Linked DNA regions of Mus musculus: regions 1, 2, 3, 4 and 5 are each linked to region 6. The links are chromatin contacts, called in public HiChIP or PLAC-seq and promoter capture Hi-C maps. All regions are on one chromosome and are shown on one strand. The core of a region is the stretch at or near the end of the contact, and the rest is flanking DNA. Distances in the headings are between cores, read along the strand shown. Region 1 holds the start of Robo3 (roundabout guidance receptor 3). Region 2 holds the start of Zfp202 (zinc finger protein 202). Region 3 holds the start of Ccdc15 (coiled-coil domain containing 15). Region 4 holds the start of Msantd2 (Myb/SANT-like DNA-binding domain containing 2). Region 5 holds the start of Tbrg1 (transforming growth factor beta regulated gene 1). Region 6 holds the start of Vwa5a (von Willebrand factor A domain containing 5A).

What was found. Promoter capture Hi-C pulls out the DNA fragments that hold promoters and counts their contacts. HiChIP or PLAC-seq counts read pairs in DNA pulled down with a chosen protein or histone mark.
Region 1: a promoter capture Hi-C map of hippocampal neurons shows a contact between it and region 6, with 2.0 times the contacts expected there. The contact joins the promoter of Robo3 here to the promoter of Vwa5a in region 6. A contact is called at or near these places in 3 of 39 promoter capture datasets (the 3T3-L1 cell line, hippocampal neurons and liver).
Region 2: a promoter capture Hi-C map of pre-B cells shows a contact between it and region 6, with 5 times the contacts expected there. The contact joins the promoter of Zfp202 here to the promoter of Vwa5a in region 6. A contact is called at or near these places in 7 of 39 promoter capture datasets (the 3T3-L1 cell line, the C10 cell line, the HPC-7 cell line and 4 more) and 2 of 115 datasets of contacts at active chromatin or transcription factors (bone marrow-derived dendritic cells and bone marrow-derived macrophages).
Region 3: a contact with region 6 is called in a promoter capture Hi-C map of embryonic stem cells, with 3 times the contacts expected there. The contact joins the promoter of Ccdc15 here to the promoter of Vwa5a in region 6. A contact is called at or near these places in 2 of 39 promoter capture datasets (embryonic stem cells and liver).
Region 4: a contact with region 6 is called in a promoter capture Hi-C map of liver, with 3 times the contacts expected there. The contact joins the promoter of Msantd2 here to the promoter of Vwa5a in region 6.
Region 5: a contact with region 6 is called in an H3K27ac HiChIP or PLAC-seq map of bone marrow-derived dendritic cells, with 10 times the contacts expected there. The contact joins the promoter of Tbrg1 here to the promoter of Vwa5a in region 6. A contact is called at or near these places in 7 of 39 promoter capture datasets (the 3T3-L1 cell line, cranial neural crest, embryonic stem cells and 2 more), 1 of 484 Hi-C or Micro-C datasets (Sertoli cells) and 5 of 115 datasets of contacts at active chromatin or transcription factors (bone marrow-derived dendritic cells, cardiomyocytes, epiblast stem cells and 2 more).

What each region holds. Positions count from the first base shown.
Region 1 is chr9:37,431,584-37,434,479 of GRCm38.p6, forward strand. It overlaps Robo3 (roundabout guidance receptor 3), which reads right to left and starts at 1,592. Exons shown (of 28, transcript NM_001164767.1): 1 at 1,259-1,592. The coding sequence starts at 1,418.
Region 2 is chr9:40,190,777-40,193,659 of GRCm38.p6, forward strand. Zfp202 (zinc finger protein 202) reads left to right here and starts at 1,540. Exons shown (of 7, transcript NM_030713.2): 1 at 1,540-1,661.
Region 3 is chr9:37,346,698-37,349,662 of GRCm38.p6, forward strand. Ccdc15 (coiled-coil domain containing 15) reads right to left here and starts at 1,660. Exons shown (of 16, transcript NM_001081429.2): 1 at 1,337-1,660; 2 at 1,041-1,226. The coding sequence starts at 1,220.
Region 4 is chr9:37,487,918-37,490,617 of GRCm38.p6, forward strand. Msantd2 (Myb/SANT-like DNA-binding domain containing 2) reads left to right here and starts at 1,404. Exons shown (of 4, transcript NM_146222.2): 1 at 1,404-1,916. The coding sequence starts at 1,407.
Region 5 is chr9:37,655,814-37,658,660 of GRCm38.p6, forward strand. It overlaps Tbrg1 (transforming growth factor beta regulated gene 1), which reads right to left and starts at 1,499. Exons shown (of 9, transcript NM_025289.3): 1 at 1,185-1,499. The coding sequence starts at 1,331.
Region 6 is chr9:38,716,690-38,719,519 of GRCm38.p6, forward strand. Vwa5a (von Willebrand factor A domain containing 5A) reads left to right here and starts at 1,579. Exons shown (of 20, transcript NM_172767.3): 1 at 1,579-1,698; 2 at 2,569-2,644.

The DNA of each region.
Region 1 (2,896 bases), core at 342-2,841, 1.3 Mb before region 6:
CAAGATCTTGCTCTATGCTTTTGTGGTCACTGCCCTATTCTTTATCCTCCATAGCTGTTTTTTTGTTTTGTTTTCCCTAGTGGCAGTGTGTAGTGACCAACAACCATCGTCCCTCCCTGACTTTTCAAGCTTAAATGAAAAGATAGATGTCTGGTATAAAGCTCTAGGTGAGTAAAAAATCCGAGAAAATAACTGCTTGGTCTCTTGGGACTCCTCAAAGGTGGCAAGACTGGAGAATCTCAGCCCTCTTCAAACTCCTTCCACACAACACCCTTCTGATCCACGCTTTCCCTCTAATTCCTGCAGACACAGCCGAGGGCTCTCTTTCCCTGGAATTTCTTCCCTGTCATTCCTGGTCTCCAGAGATGCTTCGACAGCAGCCTAATGAATAGCTAATGGCCATGCAAATAGGGCTCTGGGGCTCCTCCCTTGCACCTGAGTACGGGGGGGGGGGGGAGAGAGAGAGAGAACGAGAGAGAGAGAGAGAGAGAGAGAGAGAGAGAGAGAGAGAGAGAGAGAGAGAGAATCCTTTCATCTTTTAGAGACTGCAAAGGTGGACCATGTCCAGAGTCCGGGGCCCTAGCCTAAGTTGGGCAGAGGCTTCCAGAGGGAGAGTTCCTGACGTAGCCAGCAGGGAGCGCGATCAGGCCTCTCTCCAGACTGCCTGCAGCGCTCAGGGGGGGCAGCGCTGTCTCAAGTTATTTATTAATCACTGTAATTAGCAGTAACGACCTCGCCATCGCTCTGCCAGGCTGGGTCAGCTGTGAGTCTCACTGGGGATACAAACTTAATACTAAGTTTCCTTGAGAAGATTGCTGACTTTGACCCTCCGCGTAAAAACACCTACAAAGTTGGGGGCTTTCCCACCCTTGCTCTGAGTGAGGTTTTTGAAAACTTTAGGTCCTGGAAGTGGCATCTGCTACTTGGGTGGATCACCTAGTGCCCGGTTTAGCCTTGGCCGACTGGCGACATCGTGCCCTGGTCTAACCTTCCTTCTTAGCTTGGAACTTGCCCTTTACATTTCTCCCACCTGGGGTGGGTGTGGTAGGTGGATAGTAGGAGAGATGAGGAGAAAGGGGCTCAGCAGCCCTCCACCACAGGCAAATACACCAACTCAGACGCTCCTTTGGGACCCCACTTCCCAGGAGGGCCCTGACAGGCGCCCCTGGGTCCTGGAAAAGGAGACCTTCCGTCTTCCCTTCCAAGCAGCCCTCTCATCCCGATCTCCAAATCTAAGGTCCCCATCGAACAGTCTCACCATTGAGAGAGGGATCTCCAGGAGGAAGCAGACTAGGGTTGAGCGCTGCCAGCGAGGAGTTGAAGCCGAAGAGTAGCTCGCTGGAGTTGGAGATGTCCCTGGCCAGGGAGTCCGCGAACAAGTTCATCTGTAGTAGTGTTTTAAGCAGGTAGCGCAGCATAGCGCAGCCCGCCTGGGTCTTGGGCAGGGGCCTCGGAGCCCAGCCCTTGGGTCTGGGACCCGCGGGCCGGGAGCCGTAAGCCCCTCCACAGCCTTTGCGCGCTGCGGCAGCCACGATGCCGCTGTCCTGCAGGCGTGCCTGGGTACCGGCCGTGCCTCTGCGCGGGCTGTCCTCCTTCGCTGGTTCTTCTCTCCACCCCCCCCCCCCCCAGTGCCAGAATCCCCTGGGAGCTGGGCGGGCGGAAAGCAGGTGCCACTCGGATCACGCCGTAATTAAGGGCTTAATCCGCCTTCCTCCATATCCCCACCTCCACCAGGATGGCCACTAACAGGGCCGCGCGCAAGTTAGAGTCCCCGCCCCACACTCCTCTCATCAAATGTTGCTCTGAACCTGGCGGGAGAGTCTCTCTCTCTCTCTCTCTCTCTCTCTCTCTCTCTCTCTCTCTCTCTCTCTCTCTCTCTCTCTCTCTCCCCCAAGACGCGGACTGAGCCTCTGTCAGACTCAGCCCTTCTTTCTAAAATTATAGCAGGAATTATTTCCTTTCTCGGACGTCAGGGAAACTGAGGCATTGGGAGAGCAGACACTGTTGAGCTCTCAATGTCCCAGCTTCCAGTGCCTTTCAAATTCTGGGTCCTGGAAACGTGAGCGCAGGGTGCTAGGATACCTGGGAGTGGGGGTGGAGGGGAAGAAGAGAATTCCACCGCTGGATCACCTCTCGCCCCACGTGCGCGTCCGATTCCTCCTAATCCTGTGGCTTGCCACTAGGAACCCACAGGGATACAGAGATCCAACTTGACCTGGAGTCCTGCTCCAGATGCGCCCCCCCCCCCGCCCCGTCAGGAAATCCTGCCGGGTGCTCAGAACTGAGTAAAATTGGAGGAGACCCCGAGAATCCAGGCAGCACGCACCTATTAGCATAGTGCATTGCTCCACTATGACGTGTTTTAGGAAGTTGTTTGACAGTTTTGAAGAGACCAAAAGTCTAGAACAAAGGAAGCAAAGTGTCACAGACCGGGTGAATGCCAAATTGTGTGAAACTGCTGGAACCAGATAACAGCTGTTTATCCTCCCGGTCGGGGTGAGGTGGGGTGGGGTGTGCAACAGGAAAACCAAAGCCCCGGTTCTGTCTCGAATAGGGGTTATTTTAGCCTTGGAGATGTTGCAGCCAACCATCTTTGCTTTTGCCCCTCTCCTGCACACACTTTCTCTAGACTGGAAATGATGTTGAATGTGGAGCAAGAGACCGTGGCTTTCCCATCCTGTAGGTTCTGTGGACAAGTAAGTGTTTGGATTGCTCTTAGGCTATGTAATCGTGCAGCGGCTGCTTCTGATATGTAAGGGGACACCTGCACAGGAAGACAGCTCAGAGCGCTATATGCTACTCAATTCCAGGGTGGAAGATGAAGCTGTGGCAGATTCCAAACCAAAAGCAGGTCAAGAGTAGAGGAACATGGCCCCACCAACCAGTTTGTCTCTAC
Region 2 (2,883 bases), core at 290-2,789, 1.5 Mb after region 6:
GCAAATTCTCATACTAAACCTTCATTACTTAGTACCCTTCTCGGGGTACTTAGCCCCATTAACGATAGAATTTTAAAATGCACTAAGAAGAAACCTCAAAGACAATTTTATTAGACAAAACAAAAAACAAAAAACAAAAAACAAAAAAAAAACAGAGCAGGCAAACTAAATTTCAGTTTCAGCCCCTGCCTAGAAAAAGAAAATGGACAAGAGGAAGAAAACAAACCTGTCATTGTAAGCAGTCACATAGTGCAGCAGAGGGAGGGATACTTCAGAAAATAATAGAAAGGCTCCAAGTAACAGAAAAAGCATACTTTGGCTCTGTCCAGTGTCCTCAGATAAAGATTTAAAAAAAAAAAAAAAAAAAAAAAAAAAAAAAAAAAAACGAAGGGGAGGAGGAGGGGGAAGAGGAACAGGAAGAGGAAGAGGAGGAGGAGGGGAAAAGTATACCTTAGTCAGGACTCAGAAGGGCAGACAGACCTGCCCATTCTGGCACTGACTGCCTGAACTGAACAGAATCAGGTTTCTGAAAAAGTACATTATCTATCTCATTAAAGGGATACCGTCACCAACTCCCATGTCTTTTACCACGGTATTAAGTGAACTTGCATTCTGGTGGGGTGGTCAGGTGATTGGCTGGGCACAACTGGATTAAATCTCACGATTGCTCGGTCTTCAGCCAGGCTAGAGGTAGACTCCATCCACTCCTTTGACCGAAGAACAGTCTTCCAGTTGGGGCTTCAACAAAGCTTTGATCAAGGGTGTTGTAACACCCTCTGCAGAACACAGCTGCCTCTCTAGCAAAAGCAATTAACATGTCCAGTTCAAAGTATGCTAAGCAGTCTCGAGCAGTTTGTCCCATGAACGGAAACGGTTTTCAAGAAATGGCTGAAAGGAGAAGACTTGCACATGTCACCATGTGACATTCAGGGCAAGATGGACTATAGAAGTGTTAGGGACAAAGACAAAAATGAACAACTTAGATCAGGGAAGACAGTGGCAAAGAGGCACCAAAATAGCACACAAAGGTTAATAGACAACACCACCATTTCCTTACTGAGCTTCAGTCTACCTTCCAGTTTTTAGTTCTAAGACCAACAGTTTGTGTTTTTTCAAGACGGACAGAGTTGACAGGCAGATGTTCTGGCGGCCCGGCAACAGCTGTGCATGAAGGAGCCAGCATTCAAATCTAAACCTTTCTTTTTTTATTCTTCCATGCTTGAAGGAAAAGAAAACTGCGTGGGAAGGAGGGGATTCTCTTGTGGAGATGTAGATACCAAAACCAACATGAAAGATGAAAACAAAACCCTGTAGGAAGTGGACAATGAATACCACGCCTAGGAAGGTGATGGGTTTGCCGCAAAGGGGACTGGCCATAGAGGGCAGCAGTCCAGGGAATGCTTCCCGGCATGGGTCTCACTGGAGAAGCCCCAGGCTTCGACCAACAGGAACACAACGAGTGGACCAAACCTCCTACAGCCTAGACAGGCTCCAGCACCCCTTGGAGGTGGGGCGAGTGGTCGCTTCCGGTTCCGGGCGCAGAGGACCCACGTGTTCCGACCCGCTGGGCCCCGCGCGACTCGGATCCCGCTCGGCTCTTTCGGCCGGGAGTGGGTGGGGGAGCACCGGGCAGGGGAGGAGCCGCCGGAGCCGCGGGAGACGTGAGTGTCGGGGACCTGGCCGGCGAGCGGGCACCGCAGCGGGCGGGGAGGGAAGGGCAGGAGCATTGGGAGGGGCAGCAGACCCCGCCCCCCCGGCGCCGGGGGACAGCGCCTGCCAGGGAAGGGGTGGCGGCGGGGTCCCCGCGGCCTGGGCGTTGTAACCATGTCACCTCCTCGCGGCCAGAGCCGGGACGTCCGGAGACAAGGGTGGCACTCCAGGCTTCTCTGCCCAGCCACCTCCTTCCGCCCCCTCTGGGGGCCTGCGGACATGCACTGTGCCCCTCGGATTGCGTCCATACCAACCGCTCCGGTGCGCTAGAAGCCAGTGGGGTGTAGCCTAGGCCCCTTGACGCCCACCTTCCCCTCTCTTCAGACTTTTCACTCTGCATCGCACATTGCTCCAGAGCCCTCCCTGCAGGTTTTGCCTTCCCTCCTTCCCAGCGAACCCCGCCCCCTTCACATGCGATCTTATCACCTGTGATCCTTGCCAGTCCTTGGCCGTCTAGCGTGTGGCTCTCACCTGGCTTAGTGACAGGCTCAGAACTTCCCTGTAGAGCTAGAGGCTACTGTCTGCACTGTCTGAACTTCTTTCTTCCTACCCCTGACAACCAGCTCGGGGACCTCTTCTCCAGCTCATCTCACCATCTGCGGGACTTTCCATAGTGGACTGAAAGTTTGCTAGTTTTTTATTCCATGGCCGACCTGGTCCTCTCACACACTTTCCCCTGGGCTGTGGCTGTCTCGTATTCTACACATGGATAGCGCTGTCTTTTCTCTGTGCAGAACTCCCCAAAGGGAGATCTCTAGGTCCAGCTTATCGTCTTGGTCGTGGTTAGGAGTGCCACATCTAGGGTTTTGCTGTCAGGTTATTCTGTCCATAGTCTACAGGTGAAAGGCAGTAGGGAAAGCTTGGGGCAACGAAGTCACAAGGCATCTCTCTGTGCAGCTTTTTCTTTGAAGCAGCCCCATGGACCTTAATCCAGAAAACAGTTTCAATGAAGTGTCAGGATGGCTGTGAGAAGCTTGCTAGGAGAAGCAAGTGACAGTGGGATATTTGGAGGCCATCAAATATCTTGAGTCACTTTCTGCTATTGCTGCCTAACATAAAAGGGTTAGGAGGAAGGCAGTACATTTTTCTTCTAAGACAGCTGCTGACCTTTCCTCCTGTCTCCTATGTACACACCCTTTGCATTCTACCTGTATAATTGCAGGAGACAGTCAT
Region 3 (2,965 bases), core at 410-2,909, 1.4 Mb before region 6:
CACATAGTGGCTCACAACCATCTGTAATGAGATCTGATGCCCTCTTCTGGGGTGTCTGAAGACAGCCACAGTGTACTTACAAATAATAAGTCTTTAAAAAAAAAAAAAAAGAGGGGGGGAGGGTATGGGGGACTTTTGGGATAGCATTGGAAATGTAATTGAGGAAAATATGTAATAAAAATAAATTAATTAATTAATTAATTAAAAAAAGAAAGAAAAAATACTAAATAAAGCCAAAAAAAACTAGCAAAACCACTCTCATTTGTTAGCAAATACTAACAAATATTTACATCAAATATTTACAATCAAATATCAAATATTTACATGTGTAAATAAATCAAATATTTACATTAAATTAAATTAAATTAAATTAAATCAAAAATTAAATTAAATTAAATCAAATATTTACATGTGTAAACTTTTGAAAGGGCATTTCTTCATCTGAAATGCTTCTACCCTGAGTGTACAGCATTTCTATTCCTTCACAGACAATGACCATAGTTCCTCATTCGTTCAACAACTACATCCTAAGGACCTAGTTTACCCCAAAAACAAAAATAAACAAGAAGTTCCTTGGCCCCGTGGAATTTACAACTTCCTCAGAGTCTATCAGGATTAACCTCTTTCTTTTATTTTCTTATTTTCATTTTGCCTGGATCTGCATTTAAAAACTTATAAACTCTGAGCAACTACTTAACATTTGAAGAGTGACCAACTGTCATTCTTCTTATGTTACAGTGTCGGGAAATTGTACACAGTACCTATGCCATTCACAGCAAACAACCATGTTTGTGAAGTAAACTAGCCTACTTGCTGGTATGTAGTAAGAACTAAGTTAATATTTGATTGTGTCAACCAAAGATGAAGCAAGTTTTGGAAAACACATCATTGTTGTATAATTTTGACGCAAGAATATAACCTGTATCAGAATGGAAACAGCATCCTCCAGCAGTTCATCTTTCTTTAAGTACCAAAAATTTAGAGAAGGCTAATAAAAAGGGCTGGCAGCGATCACAGTAACCGGGTCAACTGACACTCACATGTGCTGGAATTCCCGACCAATTTGGTGAGGCAGGTTCCACCCAAGCCCCAACTGGTATTATGGCCTGGTTCCTCTCAGCCAGCACTGCCAAAACGTCCTTGCTCTTCGTGGGATTTAAAGCCAGGGGCAATTTTGTGGGATTCCGAGGCTTCTTGAGGGGCGCCATACCTCCTGGCATTGACTTCTGGTTAGAAGAAAAGAGAAAGAGGGACAAGGCTTAAGACAAGGGGGAAAGGCGTAAAAATTACTTTCTAGAAGGAACGGAGATGAGAGGACGAAAAAACAAGGATTTACTTGGGAGATGAAAGCCTGCCCAGAGGTGAGCATAGGCGGGCGCTAAGGGCAGGGCTTGAGTCTGAGATGACCGCGGGTGGAAAAGCGCCGGCCCACGGCATGGGGCTGGAGGGGAGTCTAAGGCCCGGGCAGGAGCCGGGGGTCTTAAGAAGCCTGGGCACAGGAGGTGGGGGGCGTCTGAAGCCCGGCCAGGAAAGCGGGGTCCTGTGAGGCTCCAACAGTTGGATAGGAGACCTGTGAAGCCTGGAGCCTGCCGCGATCCGGTCCGTCTCACACACAGACTCAAACTCCGCGGGCTGCTACGCAAAGGACAAACAGCAAACTGCCACCCCGGGGCCCACGCCTGCCCTGCCTCTTCCGCATTTGTCACCCGTCTTGGGCTGGGGAGGCGGGAATCCGAGCGCGGGGATTACGTCACTTCCGCTTCCTGCCCTTTGGTTGGGGAGGACTAGAGCGGGTTGTTGAATCCGGCAGCGAGCTTAGACTCGGCCTCTCTTTGGATACTGGCGCTGTAGTCTTCTCAAATCTCGAAGTGAGAGGTCTGACATGATGAACAGGCGAGTAAGCGTTCACCGCTGAGGAAATCTCGGGAATAGACAGAGCAGTTCTCAACCTAAGGGTCGCTACCTCTGGGGGTCGCATATCAGATATCCTGCAATGAGATATTTTACATTACAGTTCATAGCAGGAGCAAAATTACAGTTATGAAGTCGCACCCAAATTTTATGGTTGTAGGTCACCACAACATAAGGAACTGTATTAAAGAGTCGCAGTATTAGGAAGGTTGAGAACCACTGGGCAAGAACATGTTGCCAGTGGATCCTTGAGAAGCAAACCAAGCCAACAATCAACCAGACTGCGCTTTTATGCAGCCCCTAAGGTTTACAACGCTATTTCGTGATTACCTTTGACATGTTCTTGTGTGTGACCATCACAACTCACTCCAAACAATGCTTGGGATATTTCATTAAACCCAAAAGACATACACTCATTTTACTCAAGGTGTATATTCGTGCTGGGGGTTGAACCAAGGGCCTCTGGCATTCTAGGCAAGTGCAGCAGTGGAAACCCTAGCTGCCTTAATAATTTTGCTTTTAAGTTAGGGTCTCACTAAGTTGCCCATGCTGGACTTGAACTCACTGTGTAGCCCAGGCCTCGAACTTGCAATCCTCCTGCCTTAGCCTTCCCAATGGCTGCCGTTACAGGCACGTGTCACCCTGCTTTACTTCAACATACCTTATTGCAAGCATTTTATATATCAGTATGTTTTCTGGTTACTCCAGATACTCCCAGTGAACAAAGATCCCTTGTTTGGAGAATTTAAAATCCATTGGAGAATTTACACTGACATTGATAGGACATTTCCAGAGAAGACATCACTAGGGCAATTGAAGTTGATCTTTGAGTTTTGTTTGTATTTCATTTTACTCAGTACTGGAAGTTAAGCCCAGGGCTTCATACATGCTGGTCAAGAACTATATACCCTGCCAACTTTTTTTAACTAGTCTACTTTTAAACAGAAACTATATATGATCATAGAACAAGCCTTTATACTCTTCAAGGGAGGGTTTTAGGTATATAGTTGATTGTTTCACAGCTTTTAATGGGATCTCCTAGGTAGTTCAGGTT
Region 4 (2,700 bases), core at 154-2,653, 1.2 Mb before region 6:
CCTTCACACATACACACATAGGCAAACGTTTATACACATAAAACTAAACGAACACATTTTAAAATGAAGTTTAATTTTGTGTGTAAGTGTGGGGATATGGGTGGCATGTCCCATGTATGACGGTCAAAGAACAAGTCATGAGAGCAGGTTGTCTTCAGTCATTGGGCGGGCTTGGCAGCAAATACCTGTACTGGTTGAGGCATCTTTCTGCCACTACTGAGGTTTTAAAGTTAATGATCTGAGATAAACAGGATTTCCAGCTTTAAAGAATATGGAAATTGACTAGGTGGTGGTGGCAGCTCAGGCCTTTAATCCCAACATTCCAGAGGCAGAGGCGGCAGGCGGAGTTTGAGGCCAGCCTGGTCTATAGACTTAGTTCCAGGACAGCCAGGATAACACAGAAAAACCTTGTGTCAAAAACCAAAATAATACCACACAAACAAGGTTATATCTTATAGCTATATGATACTTCAATGTTCAAGACTTTACGGAAATATTCAGGAGTGAGTGATGAGTGCTAATTTACTACTAGGTCACAGGAACAGTTTCATTTCCTTGAACTTGACTGGGAAATTTTAAACCAGTCCCAAATCCCAGTGGACTGAGGTACCGGAGTAGCTATTCTGCTGGGCTCTGGAGCTCTTTCATGTCCCCATTATAGATACTGTATAAAAGCAAGAAAGACATTTACTTTATCATTGGCTACACAGTTACTCAGAGGAACAAGAAAACAAACGAAACGAAGCTTGTGGGTGTGGCTCAGTGACAGGGTGTTTGCCTAGCAGAACACGTGAGTGCAATCAGAGTTGCTATAGAGGCTGAGTTTCTTGAAAAGCTAAAGCGTGCAAACTCTAACTCATATCTGTTCTCGAAAGTCTTGTCCAGAACCACTGCAAGCAGCCTTCCCGCTTTGCCTTCCTCCACATACCCTTTGTAGGGTTTCCTAGTCTCCAGTCTGGACCTCGGTTCCCGTACCTAAAGGCGGGCTTAGAGGGAGGATAGGCTCAGGGGCGGAGACAGGAAAACAGAAATAGCCAATTCGTCCTTAATTCGAGGCCCTCGCGGGCCTCACCCCTGTTGTGAGGGTTGAGATTGGAAAGGAAGTGGGGAGGCTCCAACCAGTCCTTCACTCCCGCGCCCTCATGCCCCCACCCTTCTCTGCTCGGAGCTTGGGTGCGCCGGGTCCCAGCTTCTCCTCCCGGGAGAGGAGCGGCCGGCACCAGCTGGCTGGAGGGGAAAGGCGAAGATTTGCGGGCTGCTTGGGCCAGCCAGACACATCCTCCGGGCCCTCTGACCGCGGCGAGCCACTCAGCCCCGAGCCAGGCCCCAGGGCAGCCCCGGAGACCCCGGTGGCCGGATGCAGGGGTGCGTCACTTCCGGGCGGTGCAGCGGCGGCGGCTTGGAAGATGGCTGCGCCCTGTGGCTCGGAGCTGCCCGCCAACTCGCCGCTCAAAATTCCGAAGATGGAGGTGCTTTCCCCGGCGTCTCCCGGCGACCTGAGCGACGGGAACCCATCGCTGTCCGACCCTTCCACGCCTCGGGGAGCCTCCCCTCTCGGGCCCGGCAGCGCGGCGGGCTCGGGGGCCGCGGCGTCCGGGGGTCTCGGGCTGGGGCTGGGGGGCCGCGGCGCTGCCTCGTCCTCGGTCTCCTTCTCGCCCGGCGGCGGCAGTGGCGGGGCTGCGGCGGCCGCTGCCGCCGCCTGCCGGGGTATGTCGTGGACGCCGGCAGAGACGAACGCGCTCATCGCTGTATGGGGCAACGAGCGGCTGGTGGAGGCGCGGTACCAGCAGCTGGAGGGAGCCGGCACGGTATTCGGCAGCAAGGCCCCTGGGCCGGCCATGTACGAGCGCGTGTCCCGGGCCCTGGCCGAGCTGGGCTACGAGCGGACCCCGTCCCAGTGCCGGGAGCGCATCAAGGTAACCGGCCGCTCTGCCCGGGGCTGCGAACCAGAGGCAGAGAAGGCGGGGAAACGGGCCTGGGGGCGGGGGCCGGGCCGAGCGCGGGGCTCCCCTCCCGGGCCCCGGGTATCCCTTGTGTCTGCTCCGCCTCTTTCTTCTCTCCCTGGGAAGGGGCGCTTCTTTCCAGATGGCCGCCAGCCCGTAGGTTTCCTGAGTTTGAAGTTGGGCGTGTCTGCCGCCGCCCCTCTTTCTTGCCAATTGAGGATGTTCCTGCGCTCTGAAGTTGGTAGTTTCTCTCATTGTGCGCGGGGCCCGCAACTGTCGCGGGTGCTGTCGCCCGCACTGCTTTGTTCCCAGATAGAGGGGCTCCCAGACTGAAGCTTTCCAGCTGGGATGGAATTGAGGAAGGGTAGCAGAGGGCCGGATGAGCGCCCAGTGTAAGATTTTTTTCCTTTGCTGAAGTTTCAAGAATAGAGCATTGGGACGGCTGGCCTTTTGTGTCAGTCGCTTTGCTTGTCAGTTGAGGTGATACAAGGACTAGCAAGATTTGAGGTGCTTTTGGAGAGCTGGAAAGGCTTAGTGAAAGAAAGGTCGTGTATTGTTATCGTGGAGGTAGAGGACAGTAGAGGACACCTTGAACGTTAGTCTGCTTGAAGGTTCTTTTGGAATTTGGACTGGCGATCTTTTCAGAGTCAGGTTGCCTTGAGAGTCAGGAGGCTTCTAATTCTGAGGAAGCCCTCTCTTGTCACCCAGGTTTTTTCTGCTTTAGTTAGGGTGCCCGGATGCGGACAAGTAAAACCGA
Region 5 (2,847 bases), core at 249-2,748, 1.1 Mb before region 6:
GGGGAGGGGAGGGGAGGAGGGGAGGGGAGAGAAGAGAAAAGGATGAAAAGTTTTGCATGTAAAATTCTTAATTAATCATCTATTTGCATATACCCAAGTACCATCATTCTTTACTGATGGCTCAGTCTGTCTTGAAACCAGTTTTGAAGGAAATGCCTATTTGGGTGTTTCACAGGTGGAGCCTCAAATTGGTGTTCAAGGCATCAGTTGGTTTAAGTACACGGAGACCCTTTGGTTTCATAAGATCTTTGTATACTTAACGAAACCAACACTATCTTTAAATGTCGACTTGTAAGCATTAGGCAGGCTCTGACATCATGTGACAAGAGAGAACAGTGAGTATAAGGTGTTGACTTCCTGATTTACTCATATTTCCCTCGACACATATACAAGCGTTAAATGTTTTAGCAACAACAAATTGAAAGTCAAAACTTTTCCCGATACGTCTACAAAGACCTTGTAGAAAGAAGTGTTAAACTGCAGGTTCAGATGTGAGGGTATATGGACCGTATACCTATTACCAAGCAAGCACTGAGGTGACTGGCTAAGCTAGAATAGTCTATTTATTAGACTGTTATCAGATTTATTAGACCCTAATACTTCTTGGCTGGTAAAGAAGTTTACTCATCAAATCCTAAATCCCTACAATTAAAGCAGGAAGTGTCTATACACCTCAGCAGGAGGAGGTAGCCTGTTTCCTGATGTTGAGTTCCACTTTCAGTTTCGGATGGAGGGAAGGCAGAAACACCTAGAAGCCTCGTCAAAGGGAGCTACAACCAGGACAATTTTGAAAGATTTAGGTGCCTGTTTACGAAAGCGGCAGCCATGGCGTTAGGGTTGGGTGTACTTAGGAAACAGGCTGTGTAGAGTAAATAATAAACTGGAATCAGGGTATCCAAGTTGGAGTTAGGGCACGTCATCCCTCTGGGCTTCATTTCAGTGTGCTCGCCTTAAAAGACACTCCTTAGGCTCGAAACGAAAAGTAGCAAGAAGGTAATGACTAAAGTTTGCTGGCGGAGCACTCTTCAGTCCTCATTTATAGAGGAGTTGACAGGACTAGAGGAATAACTTATGCAAGGATATGGAACTAATATTCCCAAGCGAGGCAACTAACACTGGACGGATATTCTTTCTCTGAGAGAGTTGAGGTGGGGAAGACAGTCCCCACCCAAACCCAGACTCACAAACACCGTGGCCTTAGCTGCTCTGCGCAGCCGCAGGTACTTCAGCCGGTACTTCTCGTTCTGGCTCTTCCTCGGGAGCCTTTTCATCCTGGCCTTGCTGGACAGCGGGGTGCGCGGCTCGGAGGCCAGGCCGCTCAACACGCTCATGATCAGACCGGGTTCTGGAGCTCCGGGGCGCGGAGGGGATGGAGCGCAGGCAGAAACAGATGGCGATCCTCGGCACTTCCCAGTCGATTTCCCAAGGAAGACCCGCCGGAAGTTGCGCAAAAGCACCGCCACGTGTAACTTCCGGGTTTGGAAGTTGCGGTGGTTCGGACCTAGCGGTGGGCTGGGAGGACGGGTGTGGCTCAGGGTTGCAAGGAGCTGGAGCTGGAAAGAACCGGTCCTACCCGGCTGATAGCCAGCGAAGTAGGGAAGAGTTTAAAGTCCTGATGCAGACGCTCAGGCAGGTGCCCTCAGGGAATGCACGTCCACATCTGCTTTCCCAGGTTGCTCTGAGCAGCAGGCCTTCCTGGGGTTTTAGCAGACTTAAATACTAATGCGGGGAACTCAGTTTCCCATATGTGCTGATCGCACAAGTGTTTCTTAGGCTGTGAACTTCGGGGATAGTAAAACAAGACCTTGATTGCCCCAAAGCTTGGTATCTAGTTAGCAAACTGTTTTAATAAAATGTTAAGTAGCACAAGGTCGGCTTTCAGTGGTTTTAAAATGAAACCAGGAGCGTTTCAAGTACACATACTTCCTATCGTTTTTTTCTTTCAGTAGTGTCAAACCAATTGACTGAGCCTCTTTTTCACATTTTGTTTTTGTTGTTTGTTTTCTCCCTCTCAAAGTAAGAAATGAGATGGGGTGGATTTCCAAACTAGTGTACTCATATAAAAGATAATTATTGTTAAATTCTCCAAATCTAGACGTTTACGGTTGTACATGGAAGCCAAGAAGTATGTTACATAATTAACGCGCTCACTGAATTACTAGAGAAAAACCTAATACTGATAAAGACAACTTAGAATTCAGTAAGTGATCCAAGTATTTAATCTCTGAAAACTGTAAAAACCATTGCAGTTTTGACAAACTGCAACCCAAGAGAAAAAGCGTGTAGATACTCTTCTATGACTGCCCATGTAACAAGCTGCTTTTTTTGAACTTGGTTGGGTCTTAATAATGCAACTCCAGGGTACCATTTGCCTTCACAAATACCTAAGGTGCTCCTGTGGATTTAGTTGGTTTTAAAAGCCATCAGAATTGTGACAACTTATAAAATACACTGCTTTGAAAATATATACTGGAATTCTAGCTTGGAATCTGAAAGCACTCATAGTAATCGAAATTGACTTTATTCTTAATAAAGCGTTAGTTTTAACTGCCTGATTTGCTGTTTAGCTGCATTTTGTTCTCATAGACTTTGACATCTATCTGACTTTTTGTATTATTCATCTTCTTCGTGTGTTGTGTCTATGAGGAGGAAAGTCCCAGCCTCTGCTTTAGTTGAAAGCTCTTTTGGCCAGTAGACTTCAGTGGAATAGTCCCAAACATGTTTATTATTATTTTTTTTTTTCACTTGAGACTTTTTCTTTTACAATTAAGGCAATTTTCTTGCAAATTTGACAAAAAAGAAGGTATTGTTTATTTGTTGGCTTTGATAGACTGGGTTCTTAACAGT
Region 6 (2,830 bases), core at 329-2,828:
GGCCATCCTATTACATATATGTGGCTAGTCATTGGTCCCACAATGTATATTTTTTGGTTGGTGGTCTAGTCCCCAGGATTTCCAGGGGTGTCTGGCAGGTTGACACTGTTGCTCCCCAATGGGGCTGCAAACCACCTCAGCTCCTTTAGTCCCTTCTCTAACTTCTTCATCAGGGACCCCACTCTCAGTCCAATGATTGGCTATGAGCATCTGCCTCTGTATTCGTCAAGCTCTGGCAGAGCCTCTCATTGGACACCCATATGAGGCTCCCTTCAGCAAGCACTTCCAGATGTGCTCCTTCATACACTGAGTTCCAAGCAAACAATTGCATCTGTTCTGCAGCCAACCTCAAGTCCTAGGGTTCGGTCTACCAGATTAGAGAAAGAGCTCTGCCCTTCTGCCCTTGCTGTCCATATACTGCAGTCAATGGAGATCTGTTACAGTGGGGAGGACAAACAACTCAGCATATTATTCCTACACAGACTCATTCTCTTTTATAGTCAGGCATATAAAAAGACATAAGAATATCCATTAGTCATAGAAGGAAATCTGTGCTCACACTATGCTTCCTTTAATATACATTTGTATATGCTTGTGGGACCTTCATACCCATTTTGAACCATTATAACTTAAAACAGTCCAAGTAGTTATAAATCTAATCATCATTTTATAGACACAAGTTCATTTTAGGTGAAACTGTTTAGGAAGAAAAAATATTTGTTAGCAGACATGTGTTCTGTCTCCAGGTATAACATATAGACCAATGCCAATGATCTAATATAATGCTTAATAATTTTCCTATTAGTTGGATTTAGCAGAGAGGAAGCTCTTAGTGAGCAAGGTTGTTACTGAGGTATATGATAAGTTATTTCTTAGACAAAGAAATGATACAATTCAAGCCAGTTTAAAACACATATAACTACAGGTTTACTGAGAAACTGTTCTTGGGCAGGCAAATTCTCTGACTCCAAAGAAGGAGGCCAGGAAACTCACCTTGGGGAAGGAGAGCAAGGGAAGGGTGAAGAGAAAGAGAGAAAGCTAGAAATCATGCAGAGAAAAGGAAAAGGGAGAGGGGAAGAGAGGAGAGAAGAAGAAACAGAAAAGAGAGGGAGAGACGAACATGTCCAAATAGTATAGCAAAGAGCCTCTGTGGGAGGGGAAGCCCAGTCTGTGGGCTAGAAAGTTTGGGGTTAAAGGTGGGGTATGCCAGGTACAAACTCAGGGATATTGGGACAACCTAGAGGCCAGCTCTGCTTTGATATGTTAAATATGCACTTCAAGTGTTTGTTCCAGGTTCTGAAACCTAATAACATACAGCATTTTATATCATTTTTTGATAATACGTTTTCAGCATTCAACCCTGAAAAACAAATCTTCTACCTTTGACTAATAGTTTTTCTGAGTCTCAGAGTAGACTATGCAGAGGGGAAAAAACAGAGCAATTGCTCTAAATTTTAAACAAAACACTTTCATCCTTCTATCAGAACTGAAGCAGAAATTCACTATTTCATTAGGAATTTTCAGTCCATCCCTGTCCTCCTACAAGTGTAACTTTATAGCTGGTCCCTAGAAGGGGGTGGGTCTTCCTGGAAGTTCTGCTTTAGTTACTTTCACTTTTAAAGCTGCGGAGACTTTAGGAGGTTTGCGATTGCTCTACTCTGCTCTCTCTGGGAAGAATCCTACTGATCCCTCTAAAAGGTAAGAGCCTTTTATTCTAGTTAACAGTGCAAAGTATTTATTATAATTGTCTTTTAGTGGGAAACCGTGGGGTTTAGGGTGCGGTGGGGAAGAAACTAATCCTGGTGTGTGTTTCCAGAAGATTTTTCTAGGTTGACAGTACATAAATGATCTCAATTTCAGTTTCATATTCTCTCTGCTTCCCTCCTGCAATTGATTCCAGCTGGAAATTTAAAAAACAAATATTTTCTCCCTTCCTTCTCCCCCTTCTTACTCTCTCCGCACCCCTGCCCCATTTCTCTCTGATCTCCCTCTTCTCCCTCTTCCTTCGATTTACAAGGAGAGCTTGTTTGTTTGTTTTTCTTCTTTGTTTCAGGTTAGTTTGTCCTATGGTAATCCAGCTTTGATTATCCACCTGCCTTGCTCCATTGCATCCCATAAACCCTTCTCTATAGACACTGGGGTAGTTGAAGTTGTGCCTTCTGTAAATATCCAATGCTGCAGGTCTTAGATGGAGAGGCTAAGGATTAAATAACTTTTTTATTCAAGGTTCTTCACTCCACAAAGCACATTCCTTGACTCCTAGCACAGAATCCCTTCTCCCTGCAGCTGTAAACAGCAGGGTGTGGCCAGCTGACTCACCAAACTCTGCCTGGAGTTAAGCTGCTCACTGGCTGTTAGCTCTATAGCAGCACCCGGTTTAAGGCTATAACTTTGATCAGTCTATAGCCAGTCTTTAACTCAAGGCATGTTAACACTTGTCACAGCTGACTGACTGTGAAAGAGGACAGGAGGGGGAGAGGATAGAAGACTCGATGAGGGAAATCTGTTCTGAGGTTGGAATGAGGAAATGAATGTTTCTTTGAAATGGATACCCCTCTCTTCTCTTAGCTTCCTGCAGTAGCCAAAGCAAGCCTGAGATCTCTGCTGTCAGACATAATCTGTCCTTCAGCATTGCTGCTCCTAGGTAAGTCTCCTGCTCTAAGCGTCTAGCTGGTGTCAGTAGAAATTCTCCCTCATACTCCAGACTCCTCACTGGCCCCCAGGAAAAGTCCTTTCTTGTGCTCCTGTACTCCTGTGGTTCTATGCTTGCGATCCTCCTCCTGTCCATCCTCCTCCTCTTCCTTGTTTACCTGCTATCTCTTTGTTGCTG